Regions from separate parts of the Mus musculus genome. Here all the other regions are linked to region 3. Evidence: chromatin contacts called from public HiChIP or PLAC-seq and promoter capture Hi-C data. All regions are on one chromosome and are shown on one strand. The core of a region is the stretch at or near the end of the contact, and the rest is flanking DNA. Distances in the headings are between cores, read along the strand shown. Region 1 has its middle 7.0 kb from the start of Gm39565. Region 2 holds the start of Prkn (parkin RBR E3 ubiquitin protein ligase). Region 3 holds the start of Agpat4 (1-acylglycerol-3-phosphate O-acyltransferase 4 (lysophosphatidic acid acyltransferase, delta)).

Region 1 (4,858 bases), core at 1,028-3,527, 1.7 Mb after region 3:
TGCTAAGCTTTCTTAAGGGTGTCCCATACTTAATCAACTTGTAATACATTTGGGTGGGGCAGTGCCACTGGCCAGCTACACTTTCCATACCTGTCCTCAGCTGTGTCTGTCTGTCACTCATGTAGGTCGTCTGGGAAACCGCTGCAGGTACAGGGTGGGAGGGCAAAAGGCAAGATGATCGGGAAGGGTTATACAATGGCAGTTTCAACCTGAGGTAGATCAGCTCAGGGGCACAGTGGAAGGCGGCCAGGCCAGAAGAGTCAAACTCACACAGCTCTATTAGCTCTGCCATTCTCTTGAAAGATGAACCAGAAAAGAGGACAGGCAATCCTGAGGCACACCCCTGTGGCTGCTGCAACTGAGATCCCTTGTAGGGCAGCAGGATGGGGGTGAGGGGTGGGGAGTGGGGAGGTGAGGATAGGGCGGTGGGGGAAGGGGAGTGTTGGGTGTGCTCCTGAGCACGCTGTCCTGCTGCTTCTTCACTGCTGTTCTTTGGAAAAGGAATTAATTGCCTCTTTTCCTTGACCATTAACGGAAGCCACACGACCCAGCTGTCACCCTTCCCTGGTATTACTGTGTATCACTGTAGCCAGTACCTAGCCAACAGCCTGCTTCAAATGGAGCTTAACTCATCCCCTAGTCTACTCCTGCAGTCAGCACTCAGGATGAAGAGCAGAGAAAGGGATGATGACTCTAGGGTGTGTGTGTGTCCATATTCATGTGTGTCAAAACCAGAGGTCAACTTCTGCTATGCACTGTGAGTTTTTGAAACAAGAGTCTATCATTGGCCAGGAACTCTCCAGCTGGCTGGTGAGCCCCAGTGATCAACCAGTCTCTGCCTTCCCAGCACTAAACTAAGATTAAAAATGGCCCACCTTCCTTCCTTTCTCTCTTTCTTTCTAACTGAGTGTCTGTCTGTCTGTCTGTCTGTCTTTTATGTGCATTCTGGGAATCAAACACCCAGGCCTTTGTGCTTGCCAGGGAAGCAGTTTACAAACTGAGCCATCTCCGGAACCCCTGACGACTCTTGTTAATGTGTCAGTGTGGCTGCCTTCATGGAATAGTAGCAGGAGGAAGAGAACATGACAGGCCCTAAACCTTCCTTGGGGTTCAGAGGATCAGAGAAGCCTGCTGGTCCTCAGCCCTCTGAGTTCTGTAGGGCCCTCAATGACACAAAAAGATACTGTGGATCCATTCAAGGGCCCCTTGGTTGCACAGCTCAGTGCTTGAGTCCCAGCAATGTCATGTCAAAACAGTCCTAAAAATAAGGACTGATGTCAGGAGGCAGTAGTCTGAGAGTCAGAGATGTGGGGCAGAAAGAGAATCCACCACCATCACCACCCCGCAGCGGTGGTCCACGCTGTTTCCCTTCCTACAGACAATGAAGAACTGTGTCCACAGAGGTTCAACTCCGGCTTCAGAAGCACCCTAGGGTGCTCACTTCTCAGTGATGATCTGATCCCTGTAAGCTGTGACCTCTGACCTACACTCCCAGGCTGGTGCTCAGCTATGAGTCTGAGAGGTACCTGGGCTGCAGCCAGAGCTCTGACCACCTCCAGGACAGTGAGCATCTCTGCTGGCCTCCCAACTCTTTACATAGCTAGCATCTGCTGGGTCTGGACAGGGACAGAAGAGGGATATGGACATGTGGCCACCAGTACATGGGACCCTACAGGCAGCTCACTCCCTAAACATCCAGGGAGAAGCTTCGGGTCTCCCAGGACCAGCTGCTGCCGACCGACCGTCACTGGGACCCTTTTTCTTTTCTGATCGTTCACATGTTAGGATCTGTAGAAGCTCGTAAGACAGCCAAGTAGTTACGAGCTCAAAAGCTTTGAGAGAGATTTTCTCTGAGGACTCGTTAATGTGATGTTTAATGGAATAGTCCCCTATCTGAATCCTGCACTGGAGCTTTTAATAGAGCTGATAAGCGCTGGGCAGGGCATGTGGCAAAGCAGACATGCCTGACACCCTCCTCAGCAGGGAGGGGACTGGACAAAGAAGGAGGAATGATAGGGCAGTAGGAAGATGGGGGTTCACAGACTGACATTAAAAACCCGCAAACAGGGTGGGAATGGTACCCCATCCGCAGGGTAGCTTAGTGGGGTAGTTAAAGACACATTCTAGTGGCCAAGCTCCGTGGAGCCGCCTCTCAGAACTACCATTAACTTGGATAAAAACCATAAATTAGCCCAACCATGAATACAAGCATTGCCTACTCCACCCCCTGCTACCCCACCCTGGGGCCTAAAATACTCAGGCAATTCTTGCCAGGTGACTCATGACTTCCTGGGCCCACCCCGTTGGCCTATCGCCCCACCTCCCTGGCAATATATACATGCTGAGGGAATCTCTCTGAGTATTTTTGGGAGACAGCTGTTTGCTCTTCTAGTCAAGAGTCTGAGAGGCACAGGCACAAAGTGGGCTGGACCCAGGAACTGGAGTCAGTAAAAGTGGGCAGAAAACATGGATGTCTGGATGGCCCTGCAGCTTTCTCTGGTTCAGGGAACGGATGGGCAGATGGCAACGTCTCCGTCTGAGGGTGGAGGAGGGCATCTCATTTCTCACCAGAGATTTCAGAGATGAAATGAAGGTGTTCTCTCCCCGGTGTTCAATTCACTGCACAGACATGAGGCAACCCACCTGGAATGTGCTAAAGCTTAGAATCACGGGTGTCTTCAGGCTGTAGAGAAACACCTCCAGACTCTCCTGTCTTCCTAAGGCTGGGATCCCATTCAATCCCGAAATATTAGGTGTTTCTTCACAGGAATTTTAAAAGGGGATGGGATAGAAGGCATTTGATGAAACAAGAGTAACAGATACCAACCTTTCTGATTTGTACTCTGTATTATACACAAACACATTCAAAGAGTCAATGTGGAGACTCATGCCTGCAATCCCAGTACTCAGGAGGGGAGATAGGAGGATCAGAAGTTGAAGACCAGGCTTGGCTACCAGAGAACCAGTTGTATAGTGTTCCCTTTGAATAGAGGAATAAGGGAAGCTTGTAAGACTCAGGAAGTAACTGAAATTTACAAGGATGAGGAAGGAAATTCCAGACAGCACCCAAACTTAGAACATTTACAAGGTTCAACCCCCCAAGGTTACATAAGCAATAACAATGGCTAGGGATGAGGAGTCTCCAGTCTGACCAGCTGCTTGCAAGCCATGCAGGGAGCTCAAGGACATGTCTTCTGTGAGTTGTCACCCAGGCTAGGGTGGGACTTTTCAGAGATACAGCTACCATTATGTCACCTGTACTCCTCTAAGTAATTCCAACATGCACGCTGGTTCACAAAGCTAGAATTAGATAGAACTGTTACTTCGGTCTGCTGCTGGTGCCCTGTCTAGGGTAAGTGAACTTTTAATCACATTTCAACAGGAAAAGTGTTGAGGTTTGATCTGTAGCTGTGTATTGTGATGCTAAATTCTGTACCAGAAGGTCTAGGCCTTTAAGTGAATTCTTACATTTACAAGCTTTTGTTCTGCAAACCTTGTTCCTTAATTTAAAACTGTTGATTAAATAAAACTGGCTATAGCCAATTCCTGGAGGGGTTAGAGGTGGGTGGGTTTTGAGTTACCTGACTTGGGATGAAGAGGAACATTAAGGAAAGAGGAGAGACCAAATGAGGAGGAAGAACAAGGAGAGGAGGAAGCCACCATGAGGGGAAGTGGATCATGAGCATGTAACGTGGCCAGGCGAAACAGCAAGAGACTGGGGTTCACCACTGGTAGGTAGCCAGGCCAGCAGTGAGAAGGGTAGATTAGGGGTGAGCCCCCAGTAATTGTTAAAGCCAAATAAAATAACCATAGTCTGAGTCTCATTTATTTGTAAGCTAGTCGGGGATAAACTTATATTAGTTATACTACAGTAAAGTCACACAACAAAGCCTGACTCAGAATAAAAGCAAAATTCTAAACAGCTTTGCAATAATGAAACCCAGTTAACTTTATTTAATTCAACATTTCCTAAATTTTTTTGTCTGAAATGAGTGTGTGTGTGTGTGTGTGTGTGTGTGTGTGTGTGTGTTTGCAAAACGTGATGGACAGAATAATACCCTTCCTCAGGATGTCCACATCATCAAACCCTAAGCCTGTGAATTATGACACCTATGGATAAGAGGGTCTTTTTGTATGTTTAACCCAAGTGTTATCCTTGCTAGTTGTTGTTTGATGGTTTTGTCGACTTGATGCAAGCTAAGATCATCTGGGAACAGGGAACCTCGATTGAGAAAATGCTTCTATCAGATTAGCCTGGGAACAAGTCTATGGGGGCATTTTCTTAATTAGTGATTGATGTGGGAGGGCTCAGCCCACTGTGGGCAGTGCCTCCCCTGGGCAGGTGGGCCTGGCTTATATTAAAAGGAAGTTGAGAAAGCCATGATGAGCACGACTGTAAGTGATACCTGTCCATCGTTCCTATCTCTGTTCCTGATTGACATTCCTTAATTGACTTCACTCAGTGATTGACAGGGACTGGGACATGCAAGACAAAAGTCAAAAATGAAAAGAAGACCCTTCCATCCGTTTCCTTCTTTTGGTTGTGGTGTGTATCACATAGTAGAAACCACACCAGGATACCTGGATTCTCCAGGAAGGCCTAACCTATCACCAAGACTCTATAAGAGCAAGGAGGAGCACAGAGGAGATGGCGTGGAGGTTGGGGGTAGTGTGTCTGCAGATGGGGGAAGAGGCCACAATCCAAGAGTGGGGGTCCCCTCTGAACGCTGGAAAAGTCAAGGAAATGGGGTCTCCCCAGAACCTTCAGAAGGCAAGGACTGCGGACACCATGATTTTAGGGCTTATTTTATAACTCTGACCTTCGGAACAAGTGAACTTTGTGGTTGTAAGTCATGGG
Region 2 (4,579 bases), core at 863-3,362, 1.3 Mb after region 3:
AGTAGTGCTATGCAGAGGAAGACACTGCTCAGTCCCTGGAGCTATTTGTGTGTCCTTTGCTCTGTAGCAGATCTCTGTGCAGTTCCTGTCGGCCCTTGTTTCCTGTTCAAGGATTAGTCATAAAAATGCAGAACTATTCCTCCCAAAGCTTCCTCCGGATTGGGTTCCCTCTCACCTGCTTTAGGTGCTGTCACCACACCCAAGCCTCCAACCTGGCAATTCAGAACTTCATGAAAATGCGGCCACCAATAATATTAGGCAATACAACTAGTTAAACAAAACAATGTAACATTGTTTGTGTAGGGTTTTTGTTTTTGAATGGAAGTTCCTTTTCATGGGGCAGGGGACAAGGATACAATCATTTGTGTTAAAACGCACACTTATTCACCCTGTAAAAAGAGTAGCCAAAGAAAGAAGAGTTTTAAATCTGTCTTCTATTTCCCTGGTTTTTATTACTAATTAATTTAATTGTAACATTCAAATGGCACAGTTCTTATTAAGAGGGCTCCAGGTAAATCTAAATAAAGCTGGCTAAATTGTGTTCCATCCTAAAGTTATTAATATAATAATTTATGAGACTTTAAAAATAGTTTTAAGTTTTAGGTCTTAATTTCCTATATTTATATAGCCTTAGGGGACATTTGCTTATCAAAATCATCCATGAACTAGTTTAAGTTGAAAGAAACTAAACGTGTGTAATTGTTTTCAAAATATGAGGTATTTCTCTCTTGTAAAATCTGTATTTTTTTTCCTAATCTGTCCCACTTGGTTCGCACTAATCAGTTCAGATTTGGGTTTACAAACGACTCTTAAGTAAATGTCACTTAAAAGCTTAGTGCCATTCATAAAAATGTATACTTTTTTTCTTAATTTAACAAGTTTCCAATTCATTCATCCAAAATACACACTGCCCTATGGAGGGAAGAAGCAGCTAGACACCATGAGCGTGCACCTCTGCTTCCAGGAGCATCTTAGCTGCCTAGCATGACTCTCAAGAGGAAGAGAGGAGGGCTGCACACTTGTAACATTACTTTTATGAGTTAAAACAGACTCGGCTACTTTCACCGTGTAACGCATTTACTTCATAAATGCACCTCTCATCCATCTTCTAGACACATCTCAAATAGACCGACTTCAGATGTGCTTAGTGCGATACCTGTCAGGCATATATCACAAACAAGTTCACTACATCTTCAGAACATCACTTGGATGGGGGCGGCGAGTCTACAGTAACGAAACCTCCAAACGGGAATGTGCGCTAAATTATGCATTTATTTCTACTTATCCCGGAGGAGAACCCAAAACGTGGCTTCACATATAACATCTCTGTCAGGGAGGTCCTTTCCAATCTGCCTACTTCACACTGCTTAGAACAACCCTAGTGGCCACTTCCAAAGCTGCACTGGTCAAACTGCACCCAGTCACAAACTGTAGTGGGGGAAAAAGCCATCTTTGCAGTTATCTACTCGGCTAGTCTTTCGTCTCAGATCTCCGAGGACACATTTAAAAAGACAGAACTGAGGTGCGATCTCCACGAGGCAGATGCTTTCCTGAGATTTTCTTTAAGTCCTAGGGTGTGTGAACTCGCCCTGAAGTGAAGGACAGCTTGACCGAAACAGACCTGGGCTGGTCACCCCGTGGAGCGGCAGGGCGAGCCCCGCCGTCGGGGGTCGCAGTGGAGCACGCGGGTGTCCGTGGGGATACAGTCTTCAGCGAGCTAACCTTGGCTAAGGCAGGTTGGAAACTCATACCTAATGCTCTAGCACACACCGGACCAGGCTATGGGCGGGGGGGGGGGGGGGGGCGGGCCGAGGAAGCCCACAGAGCGGACGGAGCGCGGCACGCACGCCTCCGCCGTGACACTGACAGGTGGCTCGGGTCGGCCCCCGAGGATCCCACTCGGACCCGTGGGGTGTGACGTGGTGCCACACACGGACGCGGGGCGGCGCGGAGAGATTGTACCTGGCAGGCACCCACGTACCTATCATGGTCACCGGGCGGGTGGTGGCTGCGGGTCGAGAAGGACCTACGCGGGCACTGGCGCCCGCCCGAGCCTCCCACCAGCGTTTCTGTCAGGTTTAGTCATCCAGGCCTCCTCCCCCTTCCCCTCGCGAGCCAGGCGGGCGCAGTGCGCACGCGCAACCACCCGCCCCTAGCGCGAAGCCTGCTGGGAGGCGTAGTTTTAACCCGTAAGATTCGCCTCCGGCAGCTGCAACTGTCTTCGCTGGTAACCTTTTCCGGAAACGCTCGTCACGGAGGGGCGGGACTAGCGTCTCCTAATGTTGACTAATCGCTTAGCAACCGGGAGGCTTACACCTTTGGAAGCTCTTAGAGACTCTAGCCTCGGATCCCAGCCCTCTTCCCGCCCCTCTCCTCCCCTAAACTCCCTCCACCTTGGTGCTGCCAAACATCTGGATCTCCCTGGGCAGCACGAGGGGTTGAATTTCTACCACTAGAGCCTTTTAGAGTGTTTTCCCGACCCCCTGCTCACTTCTGTAAAAGCCACTGGTTTTTCTTCCACACCTCTGATAAGAACAAGACGTTTTCTAGGAAGAATGTGGTAGAAAAAGAGACCCTGACCTTAAACAAATGCCCAGACAAGATGCCGAAGAGGACTAAACTGCTGCCACAACAGACGTTCCAGGTGCACCAGCCTCGTTCCCTGGTTTCTGAGGGCTTCACAGTCAAAGCCATGATGAAAAACTCAGTCGTAAGTGATCTTCCTCGATTGAACGCACTTGCTCCGAATCAGGGGACATGTGGTTGTAGAGGATGACAAGCCCTGGGTCCTGGTACTGTTTACCAGAACTGGCAATGACTCGGTCAGTAGCAGACTCTGCCCGACAGTGTGCAGAGATGTAGGCTAGGTGGTTAAAGAACCTTTGGGGCAGGCGATGTACTGAGTTAGCGTATAAGCACCTTCTTGAGCAAGTGTGCTTTCTCCACTACCCCAAATTACACTTAAGCTGTTTCACTGGTAAGGGGGAAAAAAATCCTTATCTTTATTGTAAACTTAGTCCACTCAGTACAAGACCTTCTGGAGTGAATGCTCTTAGAAGTCATAGGCTTTCAAAATTTAACACGAACCAGTATGAGACACATAAACTCATCAGTAATATATACTAATTTATCTCATCTGGGACATTTTAGAATGCCTTAGCATTTACTCAGCAACATTCTGACAAAAAAAAAGGTATTAACCTGTTAAAGTATTCAAAAATTACTTATGTGAAGACTGGTTCCTGATAGGCCTTTTAAATACATTTTAAACAATATAAGCTCTATTTCAAGTGTCTCTAATAATACAAGCCCTATTTCATTTTTATGAGTTGTGATAATACAAATAAAATATTCTTAACACGAATAGGGGAAAATATTCAAAGGCACACAAACGGTTTAGCTATATGCCTAATACTGCTTTTCAATCTTCTTGTTTATTAAATACCATATGATTTGGTATGCTAAACCATGTTTGTCTACTGAGTGGGCACCTGTTTAGGAGTGTGAGAGATTTAATACTAAATGTAGTTTTCAATTTTGTACAATTTACACCCTGAGAGGATCTTATTATACAGCAATTCAATATATTAGCTTAATAGTGTTCTTCGTTGTCCCACTATATTTCTACTTATATATTGCAAATCTTATACATACCACTTAGAGGACACAAATGAAGTAGATTACCTGTAGACTTCCAGCTTGGATTCCTATGTTGCTATTGTATATTGGTTGATCTATAGTAGTTATAGAGTGTAAAAGCAAACTGCAGAGTTACAGGAAACAGAAAAGGTGCATCTCTATTCAGTCCTTAACAGTTCACCACCTGTGAGTTCTCGGATGTACTTTTTGTCACATTATAAAGTATCTCTCTCCCTCTGAAAGTCTACTTCTCTTCAGAGCGTATATACCAACATTCATCTTTTAAATTGCAACCAAGTGTCCCAAAAGCCAACTCCAAACTACTTCTCAGGAGTTTCAGCCACCTTCCCTTCCCTCTGTAAGACTCCATTTCAGTGGGCAATGTCTTTTCAATGTCCTTCCAAGAAAAACACATGGAATCTATCCTAGGAAGTATGGAAATTGTTTATGAAATGATGATAAATGTAAACATTTATTATTTGTGAACTAATTTCTTAAAAATCCAGGGACAAGTAGTCCTAAGCAATGAGTGGTTGTTACATCAGCATGAACTTTTGGTTTGGTCTCAGTAAAAGTGAGCAACCACAAAAGTCGTCAATCAGAGAATATTTAAACTCATATTGATACAGTGTTTTCCATTAAAAGTTGAAAGGAGTTGTATAATTTGAGATTTGCAGATTGTTTACCTTCTTAGAGTATGATGAAAAAGTCCATGACCAAAAACCAGTTAATGAGTATTCATTCCCTCTGTCAGCAAAAAACCTTTATGGCTTATACAAACCTCATCAAAAAGCAAGATAGGTCAGGCATTGTGAAGCATGCCACAACTTCATGCTCAGAAGGTAGAGCCTCCTTGAAGATATCCTGGGCTACACAAGAACAAAGGAAACTACCCTCCATATGAAGGCCCTGACTCAAAGACACACACACACAGACACAC
Region 3 (4,753 bases), core at 649-3,148:
GGACGTTAGGCAAGTTTTCTACTACCAAGCAACAACCCCAGCCCTCTAATTTTGTGCCCTGTTCTTTAGCTCCCATTTGTAGAGAACTTTTGTATCTGAAATGCTTAAAATCTCTGGAACTATGGTCAGTTTTTAAGACCGAGATAAATAACAGTAGTGAGATAAAGAACATTCTAGAAACTACTGGTTCTTCCCGCTTCCACGTAGCCAAGAGGCTAGGGTTCCAAGCTATGATTGGGCTTTAATAACCTGAAAGTAACCTGAGGCCTTTTAAATTCTTACCACAGATAATCTCAGTAATACAGGACTCTATATTGGTACCAATAAGGAAGGAATTCTGGTACTGGGCATGCACATTAGAAGAGGGTCCATTATCAGGCTTGCTTCAGAGGTACTGAATATAAGCAGCACCCAAAACCACTAATGGGCCTGCCTTCTAAGCAATGAATTATTTGTATCAAGTTTTGTCCACCTCTGCTTATTACTGGGTAGGTGATAATTTCCTCTCGTGTCTTAGTTTTCTTCTGAAGGTTTGTTTTTTCCTCCCTACGTTGCACCAGAAGGATATCATACCTCTAACTTGGGAGTCTTAATTGTTTTTCTCAAAAGGAACCTTACCCACCCACCCCCGATATACAGAGACACACATGCACACATCCACACTACGTTTCCCTCCTCTTGAGATAACTTTTTCCCCCCAGTAGGAGATGCTGAGTGATAACTTCAGATGAGCAGATCCGTGCCAGGTTTGGAAAGACTAGAGGGTAAACACTGGGTAATCCAGGTGAGAGCACCACAGAACAATACCCTAGAGACCCAGCTGGGTAGTTAGCATTTCTTATGCTAACTGAACTTTGATTTGTGGCTAAATGAAGTTCAGAATAGAGCCAAGACTCGTTTTATACATGTTTAGACTTGTGGGTGAGCCTGAACAGCTGATAACATATTTACCAGTGTGAATTATCAGGTACTTTGCAACACTTTATTTCAATGCAGTATCCTCCTATAAAGAGTTAAATCCCCCTGCCCCTCTTAGTTTGTTCAATATCATGTCTTAAGAAATTAGTTAAGTTTCTAAAAGCTGCCCTTAATACTGGAAAGCTTCAAAAACATAAAAGAACTCCCTTTAAAAATCCCGACATATGATGGAGAACCCAGAAGCTTAAATTTAAGTAAATAAAGCGGTGATTACAAATGCCTGTTTCCTTGACAACTCCCCTCCCCCAGCCCTCCTGCGATAGGGAAAAACCAAAATGAAAACGAGAGGAGGGGGTATCTACAGAGTCACGTTGCGTTCCAGCGAGGCCCAGCCAGGCCAAGCCCAGGAAGGAAATACAAATAAATCAATTTAGATTGGGACTGTATTTTTGTGGAGTATATTTTTGTGGTTGTCATAGAAACACCAGAGACAGAAGAACGTGTTGCACGAAAAGAGAGCCCGTATATGTAACAGGAGCCATCGCTACACCTTCACGGTAGCCAAGAAAATGCTTCCACCCTGGGAGGGCTGCTCGCAGAGCCCCCAGAAAGCTCCTCACAATCTGGCACAAAGCAGTGGTCGCGGAGCCCCGGTGCTCCTCCCTCTGCCCCCACCCCCACCCCCGCATCATTCGCTCCAACCCCACCAGCATCCCGCTCCGAGCCTATCCCTTCCAAAGTACTAGGAAACCAGCCGAGCAGAGGGACCCCTGCCAGAGAAGGGCATCCGATCATCACACGCCACACCCCAGGAGAAGGTGCCTGGTAATCGTACCAACACCACCTACCTCGCTCCGGGCAGTTCTTTGCATTGGTGCTCACAAGCCAGAACTGCGAGGCAGGAGCCTGAGGTTCAGAAACTGCCTCTACTTTAGAGAAGCTGTAAGTCAGCCAACACTGGAAAGAAAAAGCGAGACTCCACCCAAAGGGGTGGACCCTTCGGGAAGGGAAAAAAAGGTGGTCCTCGGCTGACGTCTCTCCCCACCCATGTCACTTCCTTTTAAAGCTACGACTTAGCAGCTACTGGGAGGGAAGCTCGGACCCCGTGTAACATGAGTCACCCTCTCCTTCCAATGAGTGTAAAGAAGTGTCCAGCTCGGCCTCCTGTTGGAGCCAGATGGGGATTGGGATCGAGTAGTCACCCGCGTGGATAACAAAGCCATCCCAGTGGCCTGCCGCCACTCGCCCAGCTCAAGAGCCCTGTTGCATCCCCGTGCAAACAGCCTGAGAAACCTCGGCCTCCTGCCCTGGAAATTGCCCCCCCCCCCACGCCCCAAGTCCCCTGTGCCATTTCGTTTGGGGGTGGGGGTGGGGGGAAAACAGGATGAAAGCTGAAGCCCGCGCACTCTAGTGCCTTGCTCACCTCTCCTGGCCACCACTCCGCCAGCCCGGAAGCCCCTTCCAAGATCACGCCCAGCGTTCCCGAGACTAGGACCAACAGACCTAGGATGCCCGGAGCTCCTGTGGATGGATGCTCTCCTTCCAAAGCTGGGTGCCAGCGGGTGCCAGGACTGCCTACTCATGCTAGTGCGCACAAGCAGGCAACACACACATGCACATGACATTTACACTCTTGTTAAGTTAGCAAGGGTCTGAGCAGATTAACCGAACAGAGTCCTGAAACTTTAAGGGGGCGGGGGGGGGGCGGTGTTGGAAGTGCGCAAAGGCCAGGTCTGTGACATTCCTGGAAAGGTGAATTCAATCTCTGGGTGCCTAAAGTGCCCTTCAAATACGGGCTGTTCAAGACACTGTCGCAGATGTTTACATATTTACAGAAAGAATGCCCCGTGGTCGCTCTACTTTCTAGCGCGAGCAGTACTGAGAAGTTCCTCCTCCAGGCTGCAGAAGCACGGCAAATAGCTTGCCCTGCAGACAGGAGCCAAGAAGAAGGTACTCAAGAAGCAGGAAAAGGGTTTGGACTTTGACATCCTGAAGATCATCTAGAATGTGAGAGGAGCAAAGCCAAATGGAGTGAGGGTGGAGGGCATAAGGAAGAATCCAAACCGAAAGCCCATTTGTGGGGTGTAAAAATTAACTTGAACGGCTAGCAAGGGCTATAAAAGTTGTTAGTAAAGAGTTTCCTATAAGTACTGGAGAGATGAGGTGGCTCCGGGTTTAAGAGTGCTTACCGCTCTTGAATAAGTCAGGGTTCAGTTTCAGGCACCTGGCAGCTCACAATTGCCTTTAACTCTACGGAATCCATCACTCTCTGATGTTGGCCAGGGGCACCTGCATGAATGTGGTGCACATAAACTCACATAAGTACACACGCGCGCACGCATATACACACACACACACACACACACACACACACACACACATAACATAAATTACTCCGAATTTTTGTTCTTGGAATCCAATGTAATATTTAAGTTCTTGTTCTTGTTAACTCTAGCTTCTAGAACATTCAATCCCCTCTGGCCACATAGAGAAATGGTCTCAGCACCCCCTCTCCCCAGTAAAATTCTCTCTTATAACTTTTCAAGTTATATTTTGTGACTTTTTTTAAACATTGACCATACCATTTTATTTATTTTTTTTAAGATTTATTTATTTATTATATGTGAGTACACTGTAGCTGTCTTCCACACTCCAGAAGAGGGCATCAGATTTCATTAGAGATGGTTGTGAGCCACCATGTGGTTGCTGGGATTTGAACTCAGGACCTTTGGAAGAGTAGCCAGTGCTCTTAACCGCTGAGCCATCTCACCAGCCCATATTTTGTGATTTTATTGTTGACGGGAATCAATGAGTTTTCCAAAAATACTTTCCAGATAGTTAATTTTTTTTTCATAGTGGCATTTTGGGTGGAAATTTAATTTTAGAATTTGAGACTTGTTGCTGGATGTTGTGGAACATGCCTGGAGTCTCAGCGCTCAGAAGGCAGAGACAGGTGGATGGATCTCTGAGTTTCAGACCAGCCTGATCTACAGAGCTAGTTCCAGGACAGCCAGGATTGTACAGAAAAACCATCTCAAAAAACAAACAAACTAGTTCCAGGACAGCCAGGATTATACAGAAAAACCATCTCAAAAAACAAACAAACAAACAAACAAACAAACAAACAAACAATAACAATAATATCTGAGTCTTCCATAAATTTACATTACACTGATTATAGTTACAGTGAGTGATTTTGGTAAAAACAGCAGGAAATTAAAAATTTGACAATTGCAGCTCTTGCCCCAAGCTCAATATTTAATGTTTTTATTTCATTATTACGATTCAATTCTGATCCTTACTATTGCTAAGGCCTTGTCTGTTAGCCAATATTGCTAAGAGCTCATGATCTTAGAAACCTATCTGAGGGATGGGAAGGTATTGGTGGGTTGAATTCTAGGCGTTTTATTTAAGAGTCGCAATTAGACTCTGCCTCCTGTGTCTATATTCACAGAGGGTTATAAACATTTCTGTCATAATCTAACAGTTCAGCTCAGCAAATATCTCTTGGGAATCCAAGCCACAAAAACAAATGGGGTAGCACTCAATCTCAGAAGGGAAAGAGACGTGTAAACAATCGTGATACTGCATGGACACAAGGTCTCCAGTGGATAGGGGCTCCACCTTGGTCAAAGAACAGGCAAAGGGAAGAGGGCGGAGTGGTCAGCAGAGTCTCTTCCTTCATTTCAGACTCTAAGGGGGATGGGGCGCTATTTCCATCATGACAGCAAGAATTATTGCAAAGAAGACAATTCAGGCTGACAATCCCTAACCTAAAAATCCTAAAGTTTCCAAAATCCAGAACAACTAGAGCTTTTGTGTGACACCTCCCTCT

The links. Promoter capture Hi-C pulls out the DNA fragments that hold promoters and counts their contacts. HiChIP or PLAC-seq counts read pairs in DNA pulled down with a chosen protein or histone mark.
Region 1: a FOXA1 HiChIP or PLAC-seq map of pancreatic cancer cells shows a contact between it and region 3. The contact joins the enhancer-like site here to the promoter of Agpat4 in region 3. A contact is called at or near these places in 5 of 39 promoter capture datasets (the 3T3-L1 cell line, embryonic stem cells, hippocampal neurons and 1 more), 3 of 115 datasets of contacts at active chromatin or transcription factors (embryonic stem cells and pancreatic cancer cells) and 1 of 9 other capture datasets (liver).
Region 2: a promoter capture Hi-C map of liver shows a contact between it and region 3, with 4 times the contacts expected there. The contact joins the promoter of Prkn here to the promoter of Agpat4 in region 3. A contact is called at or near these places in 4 of 39 promoter capture datasets (cranial neural crest, hippocampal neurons, liver and 1 more).

The regions. Positions count from the first base shown.
Region 1 is chr17:10,376,125-10,380,982 of GRCm38.p6, reverse strand. No RefSeq gene overlaps it. Among named protein-coding and RNA genes, the nearest start is that of Gm39565, 7.0 kb to the right of the region's middle. Within about 2 kb of position 2,277, at least 56 of the 459 cell types and tissues checked have an H3K27ac peak or open chromatin away from gene starts, as enhancers often do. A contact at or near this core is called in embryonic stem cells and pancreatic cancer cells, where this site is marked.
Region 2 is chr17:10,837,892-10,842,470 of GRCm38.p6, reverse strand. Prkn (parkin RBR E3 ubiquitin protein ligase) reads right to left here and starts at 2,112. Exons shown (of 12, transcript NM_016694.4): 1 at 1,982-2,112. The coding sequence starts at 1,988. Pacrg (PARK2 co-regulated) reads left to right here and starts at 2,280. Exons shown (of 5, transcript NM_027032.2): 1 at 2,280-2,710. The coding sequence starts at 2,603.
Region 3 is chr17:12,116,429-12,121,181 of GRCm38.p6, reverse strand. Agpat4 (1-acylglycerol-3-phosphate O-acyltransferase 4 (lysophosphatidic acid acyltransferase, delta)) reads right to left here and starts at 1,898. Exons shown (of 9, transcript NM_026644.2): 1 at 1,767-1,898.